2 separate regions of the Mus musculus genome follow, and region 1 is linked to region 2. The links are chromatin contacts, called in public HiChIP or PLAC-seq maps. All regions are on one chromosome and are shown on one strand. The core of a region is the stretch at or near the end of the contact, and the rest is flanking DNA. Distances in the headings are between cores, read along the strand shown. Region 1 holds the start of Stox1 (storkhead box 1). Region 2 overlaps Stox1 (storkhead box 1).

Region 1 (3,423 bases), core at 62-2,561, 33 kb before region 2:
GTCTGTAATCCCAGTGGTGCTATGGTGAGGCAGGGGGTGGGGGCAGGAGACTTCCTGGAAGCTCTTAGGTCGGTACCATGGTACACACACATACACACCCCAGCACTTAGGCATGGCCATTCACAGGCAGGCAGGGTGGCACACATGCATGCTATTGATACAATTGTCTCCAAGATGCTTGGGGACAGATAGCCCATTTTTTTCAGATGCTGGCACACTTGGATCTACTTGAGGAGCCAAGTTGGAGATGGGTCCCACACAATTCACTCAACTCATAGCCACCCCTTTTACACACATCCTGAAGTCAAGTGTGATGTTTTTTGCGTGTGAAACCACAGTAGTACTTAAAAAAAAATTCTTAGAGCATCTGGGATTTGGGGATTAGAGATATCAATCTACAATAGTTAATTTAACAGAGAGTTGTGAAACTGGGCTATTGTTATTAATAACATCTGTGATTGATGGATAGGGGTATGGATTATCTCATTATGGTAGTTATAAAGGTGGTGTAGTTAAAAATAAAAACGGTTGCACAAGCAAGAGGAACATGAGTTTGAGACCAGCCTGGGAGACATATGTTGACCCTGTCTCTCTCTGTGCCCACCCCTGATTATTATATCGATATTATGGATGGTAAGTCTGAAATGACCCCTCAGGTCTTGCCGAAGCACCTTGCTCTTTATAGTATTGAGTTCATAGTTAAGTCTAATGTCTATCCTGCCCGGTTTCCTTATTCCAATAGATCTTTATCCTCAGGGACCCAGGGCCTCAATTCCGGCCCAGCCTGTTTGTCCTTATCGCTCTGCGACGCCGGCCATAGTCTGCAGGGGCAGATCTCGGCCTTTCCTTTGGGGTTCTTGGGGCATGATCGAGTGCAGCGTCAGAATCCCCAGGCCCTAACCAGGGTGGGGCCCCAGGCTTTTGCTACCGCCTCTCGCTCGCTAACCCTGCTTTCCTCAAAATTCTCAAAAGAAGGGGATACACTAGGGGAGGAGACAGACCCTGGAACTTCAGAAAACCATGGATGAGAGGGTCCTCAGAGTCCTCTGCTGCGAGATGAGGAACCTGGCCAGGTCCAAACCCAGAGACGCCAGAGAACTAGCCTGAGAGGTCAGGAACGGAGCAGAGGCTCAAACCTGGGTCACCTCCCACGCGCGACCTGGGTCCTCCGGGCACTGCGGGTGGGCGATGCCACCGGCTCTTCTGGTTGCTGTGGGAACCGGGAGTGACAGCGACGCCCTAGAAAGCCCCGCCCCACCCCGGCCCCGCCCCCCTCAGAGGGCTCCCGGGGCAGCCGAGGTGGGCTCAGTGATCTCGAGTCCCGCGAGCGGGCGGCATGGCGCGGCCCGTGCAGCTGGCACCGGGTTCGCTGGCGTTGGTGCTGAGCCCGCGGGAGGCCGGGCAGGCGGCGGGGGAGCCGGGCGGTCGCGCGCTCTTCCGCGCCTTCCGCCGCGCCAACGCGCGCTGCTTCTGGAACGCACGGCTGGCGCGCGCCGCCTCGCGGCTGGCCTTTCTCGGCTGGCTGCGGCGCGGGGTGCTGCTGGTGCGCGCGCCCCAGCCCTGTGTGCAGGTGCTGCGGGATGCGTGGCGTCGCCGAGCCCTGCGGCCGCCCCGAGGCTTCCGCATCACCGCGGTGGGTGAGTGTGGGGCGGAGGTCGCCAGCGCCCGGGGTCATAGCAACAGGTCCCGGGAGCGCGCGGGTTCCTGGTGTTAGGGGAGGGGGCACTTTAGGAAAAGTGAGGCTCGGGTCCGAAAGAGGATCCGATTGCTCCTTCCTTCCTTCCTTCCTTCCTTCCTTCCTTCCTTCCTTCCTTCTTAGCTTCCCTTTCTTTTTCCTTCCGTCTTTCCTTTCCTTTTTCCTATCTTTTCCTTCCCTTTCCTTTTTCCGTCCGTCTTTCCTTTTCTTTTCTTTCTCCATTCCTTTCCCTTCCCCTTTCCTTAACTTTGCCATCCTTTCCTTTTTCCTTTCCTTTTTTTCCCCTTTTCTTTCCCTCCCCTCCCCTCCCCTCAGCTCCCCTCCCCTCAACTCCCCTTCCCTTCCCAGTACCTGGTGTTCCTGTCCTGCTTGTCTTGGATGGAGGAGTGGTCTTAGGTCGCTCAACTTTCAGAAGTTTTTTGGGGGGGGGGCGGGATCGTCCTTAACTGGTGGGGAAAAGAAACAGATGGTGCTGTAGACACATCACACATCATTCACCAAACAGAGAAAGTTCCACCTCCCAGTCTTTTCGGACTAACCCATTTGTTTCTCGGTTGAGAAACTGAACCGCTGCACCAGTGGGGTGGTTACTGACACAGGCCACTAACCTCTGGCAACTGTGTCAGCTCCCAGTAACAGCTGGTTCTGTCCTCATTCTGTCTGTGGGGGCTGTGGGACCATTCGATGGTTTGGTGGTGACAAGAAGCCAGTTGTTTCAAGGAACCTCTCCATCATAGTCTGGTTCTCCTCCTCCTCCTCCTCCTCCTCCTCCTCCTCCTCCTCCTCCTCCTCCTCCTCCTCCTCCTCCTTCCCCCATCCCCAGAGAAGCACCAGCAAAACAAATTTGTTTTACTCCCTGGGGTAAGGGTCAGGGCAACGGGAGACACCTGATGCTGTGTGTGGTCTTGTCCAGGAATAGTGACCTCCTCTGGCCTGAACCTGGGAAGGCCTCTAAACTTCATGCCATCTGCAACCACCCACCCCCAGCCTGTCCCCATATTTCTTTGATTAAGAAGAGAGATGGAGCCCGGCATGGTGGCGCACACCTTTTATCCCGGCACTTGGGAGGCAGAGGCAGGCAGATTTCTGAGTTTGAGGCCAGCCTGGTTTACAAAGTGAGTTCCAGGACAGCCAGGGCTATACAGAGAAACCCTGTCTCAAAAAACAAACAAAACAAAACAAAACAAAAAACAACAAAGAAACAAACAAACAAAAAACAAGAAGAGAGATGGTTGCCAGACTACATAGATAGGGTCTCATCTCCTTTCCCATGCAGGAATGTCAAAAGAATGGTTTCCGGGTTCTGAAACAGGGAGCCAGGTACCCAAAGTTGGAATCTTCTGCAGACAGGCTGGATTTTGAAAAAAGGGGCTTTCAGTTGCGTCCTGGGCTTCTCTGGTTTGAATTAGTGGTTACATTCTCCTGTCTCCTGACTCCTTCCAAAGGGTGAGTATACTGTGTACTGCAGAGAGGGAATTGGATGCAGTGTGTGTGTGTGTGTGTGTGTGTGTGTGTGTGTGTGTGTGTGTGGTGTCTAGACCCCAGGGCTGAAGTAAGAGAGGCTTTATGTAACATCTGAGGCAGCCATTGTAGCCCAGGGAGCCGTGGTGTATGCTGGTTGTAGGCATAGAAAGGTGAGCTGGCTATTAATCCTTTCTATCATTGCTACACCTGAGCAGTGCCCACGGACACAAAAAGATTTGGCAAAAATCCTCTATGTTTATTTA
Region 2 (3,484 bases), core at 199-2,698:
GAGTGGGAAGTTTAGATATGATGCTGTAGGTGTCCTGTAGTAGGTACGGGGGATCCCCACACAAATCTTCACTCTTCTGGAGTCAAGGCTGAAAAGGCCAGGCTATATTGGAGAACTCTTGGGGATACCCAGGTTAAATCTTGTAGATTGTGGGAAAGGCTTAGATGAAGAGGTCAGGGGTACTGGCTGGGTTAGACCCTGGAGGAGAACTCAGGAAGTCTGGGTGTGGAGTAGTTTGGTAGAGGTAATGCAGAGTCCTGTGGGTGGATATAAATTTGGATTTTCATCAGCTCTGTCCCCAGCCAATGGTGGTGAGACTCTGACCTGAAATGAATCCCTCTCTTTAAGTACTTATGGTCTTACTCAGCTACAGCAAAGAGACATACATATAGGTAGGGTTGGATAGAGGAAGTAAGCCCTGTCAGGCAGAGTGGAGCAGAGTGTATGCAACACACACTTAAATTTTTTTTTTGGTTTTTCGAGACAGGGTTTCTCTGTGTAGCCCTGGCTGTCCTGGAACTCACTCTGTAGACCAGGCTGGCCTCGAACTCAGAAATCTGCCTGCCTCTGCCTCCCGAGTGCTGGGATTAAAGGCGTGCGCCATCACTGCCCGGCACACTTAAACTTCTTACCAAGGTTTTTGTTTGTTGGTTTATTTTGTTTTTTCAAGGCAGAGACAAAGTTTCTCTGTAGCCTTGGCTGTCCTGGAACTCAATCTATAGGCCAGGCTACCCTGCCTCTGTCTCCCGAGTGCTGGGATTAAAAGCACCCCATGCTTTAGCATGAAAGTTACCTGGCTTCTAAACTTTTTCCAATATGCTTTCATTTTGGCATGTACCTATAGAACAGTTTCCCGATATTTACATTGTTTAAATTATGTTTATTTACTTTGAAGGGAGGAGAGTGTGCCTGCCAAGGCATTTGAACATGTGGAGGTCAGAGGACAACTTGTGGTAGTCCGTTCTTTCTATCATGTGGGTTCTGTGGTGGCAAGCATCTCGAGTCACCTGCCAAACCATCTAATGCCCCAGCTTATTGGTGATTTGTTTAAATGGTTGTGTGTGTTTTAATGGGTTTCCACCAGACTTTTTTTTTTTTTTAAAGATTTATTTATTTATTATATGTAAGTACACTGTAGCTGTCTTCAGACACACCAGAAGAGGGCGCCAGATCTCATTACGGATGGTTGTGAGCCACCATGTGGTTGCCGGGAATTGAACTCAGGACCTTCCGAAGAGCAGTCAGTGCTCTTAGCCGCTGAGCCCTCCACCAGACTTTCTTTACTAGCTTTCTAATACTAACTTTCTTTACTAGCTTTCTAATACTGACTCTCTGAAAGTGGAACCAAGTTAGTTATTGTACAAATACCACAGGGTAATGTAAGGAACGGATAAACCACTCTTCAGTGGGAGGCTGGAGGCGGTTCCACAAAAACCTTCTCAGCTCATACGCAGGACAATGGCCGCTGCTTCTTCCCTTCCCAACAGGGGTGGGCAGGACACTGGATGAGAAGGCTCCGCCGGAGTCTTTCTTTCTCCACCTGTTTTGGAATGTAAATACATCTCTCTAGAGGTCAGAGAAGCACTGGTGCCTCCAACTTTTTGACTTAAGACATGGGTCTGAGCCTCCTGCTCCTTGGCAGTGTAAACACACGCCTTTAAGGTTCAGAGAGTCGAATGGAATTCTCTCTCTCTCTCTCTCTCTTTCTCTCTCTCTCTCTCTCTCTCTCTCTCTCTCTCTCTCTCTCTCTCTCTCTCTCTCTCTCTCTCTGGCTGAGTTTTCCAAGCCTCTAGGAACTCAGGTTTCTGATGATGCATTCAGAGTGGTCTAAACTTGAAGAAACACAAAATTCTCTTTTGTCTGTAGCACACAATCGTATCCCTTGGGCTCTCCACAGTTGATTGCTATTTAGATTCCCACAATACACCACTCCTCTCTGGTTTTTTTTTTTTTTTTTTTTTTTTTTTTTTTTTTTTGTACCAGGGTCTCATGATGTAGCCCTGAATTCCCTATTATAGACCAGACTAGCTTTGAATTTACAGAGATCTGTCTGTCTCCCCCACGTGGGCTGCTCTGTTCCAGTCTGATGAGCAGATATTAGGACCAAATTCGCTGTGGGTTTGTCTTAAATGGCACCCACCCAGCTAGTGCCTGCAAAACTCCAGAGGCAGGAGGATAATGTTAATTTTAATTCTACTGTCATGATATCAGCGTCCCTCTCCAAGACTTCCAATTCTGGTCATTTGAGCAAAGCTCATTTGCTATATAGATCTACTTTAAAAGCCTGTAGTAGAGCTAGAGAGATGGCTCAGTGGTTAAGAGCACTGACTGCTCTTCCAAAGGTACTAAGTTCAATTCCCAGCCACCACATGGAGGCTCACAACCATCTGTAATGGGATCCAGTGCCCTCTTCTGGTGTGTCTGAAGACAGCTACAGTGTACTCACATAAAATAAATCTTTTGTTTGTTTGTTTTTGGTTTTTTTTCAAGACAGGGTTTCTCTGTATAGCCCTGGCTGTCCTGGAACTCACTCTGGTAGACCAGGCTGGCCTCTAACTCAGAAATCCGCCTGCCTCTGCCTCCTAAGTGCTGGGATTAAAGGCGTGCGCCACCACCACCCAGCTAAATAAATCTTAAAAGAAAAATAAAAGCCGGTAGTAGAACTGTTCTGGATAGTTCTATGTCAACTTGACAGAAGCTAAAGCCATCTGAGAGGAGGAGGGCGGATCCATAGGATGCAGTGATTGTACTTTGGAAATTAAGGCATTTTCTTAGTGATTAATGGGGGAGGGCCCAGCTCATTGGCGGTGGGTGCCATCCCTGGGCGGGTGGTCCTGGGTAATATAAGTAGGCTGAGCAGGCCGTAAGGAGCAAGCCAGCAAGCTGCACCTCTCCATGGCCTCTGCCTCAGCTCCTGCCTCCAGGATCCTGCCCTGTTCCGTTCTGGCCCCCTTCAGTGACAGACTGCAATGCGGAAGTATAAGCCAAATAAAGCCGTTCCTCCCCAACTTGCTTTTCGATCACAATGTTTTGTCTCAGCAATAGAAACCCTAACTAAGACAGGCAGCAAATTAGTTATTATGCAAATATTGTGTTGGTGCATGCCTTTAATCTCAGCACTTGAAGAGGCAGAGGCAGAGGCAGGGAGATCTCTGTGCGGTCTAGGGCAGCCTGGGCTACACAGTGAACTCCAGAGCAGCTAAGGCTGCGCAGAGCCTGCCTCGAAACAAATGCCTGTCGCTTCCCCAAGTTACTGGGTTAACCTAGTTCAAGACATACTCGTCAGCAGGGTGGTATGTTAATAACATGAGCAGATTCTACTGTGGCTTCTCAAGAGAAAATATGCAGCAAATTCTTCCACGTGAGTTGAAGTCAACCTTAATGCCTTCCAGGCTCAGCAGTCGTGAATGGCAGAGATGAGGAACCTTTTTTTTTTTTTTTTTAAATCTTTCTAAGCAGAATATTGTTTACCGTGGGAAGCTGC

Evidence for each region. HiChIP or PLAC-seq counts read pairs in DNA pulled down with a chosen protein or histone mark.
Region 1: a contact with region 2 is called in an H3K27ac HiChIP or PLAC-seq map of embryonic stem cells, with 6 read pairs. The contact joins the promoter of Stox1 here to the enhancer-like site in region 2. A contact is called at or near these places in 4 of 39 promoter capture datasets (3T3-L1-derived adipocytes, embryonic stem cells, macrophages and 1 more), 8 of 484 Hi-C or Micro-C datasets (the C2C12 cell line, the G1E-ER4 cell line, the HL-1 cell line and 2 more), 9 of 115 datasets of contacts at active chromatin or transcription factors (the SCID.adh cell line, embryonic fibroblasts, embryonic stem cells and 3 more) and 4 of 9 other capture datasets (adipose tissue, embryonic stem cells, liver and 1 more).

Annotation. Positions count from the first base shown.
Region 1 is chr10:62,723,982-62,727,404 of GRCm38.p6, reverse strand. It overlaps Stox1 (storkhead box 1), which reads left to right and starts at 1,311. Exons shown (of 4, transcript NM_001033260.2): 1 at 1,311-1,637. The coding sequence starts at 1,337.
Region 2 is chr10:62,690,970-62,694,453 of GRCm38.p6, reverse strand. The region is part of intron 1 of Stox1 (storkhead box 1); the gene reads left to right. Among named protein-coding and RNA genes, the nearest start is that of Mir7215, 10 kb to the right of the region's middle. Within about 2 kb of position 1,448, at least 3 of the 459 cell types and tissues checked have an H3K27ac peak or open chromatin away from gene starts, as enhancers often do. A contact at or near this core is called in embryonic stem cells, where this site is marked.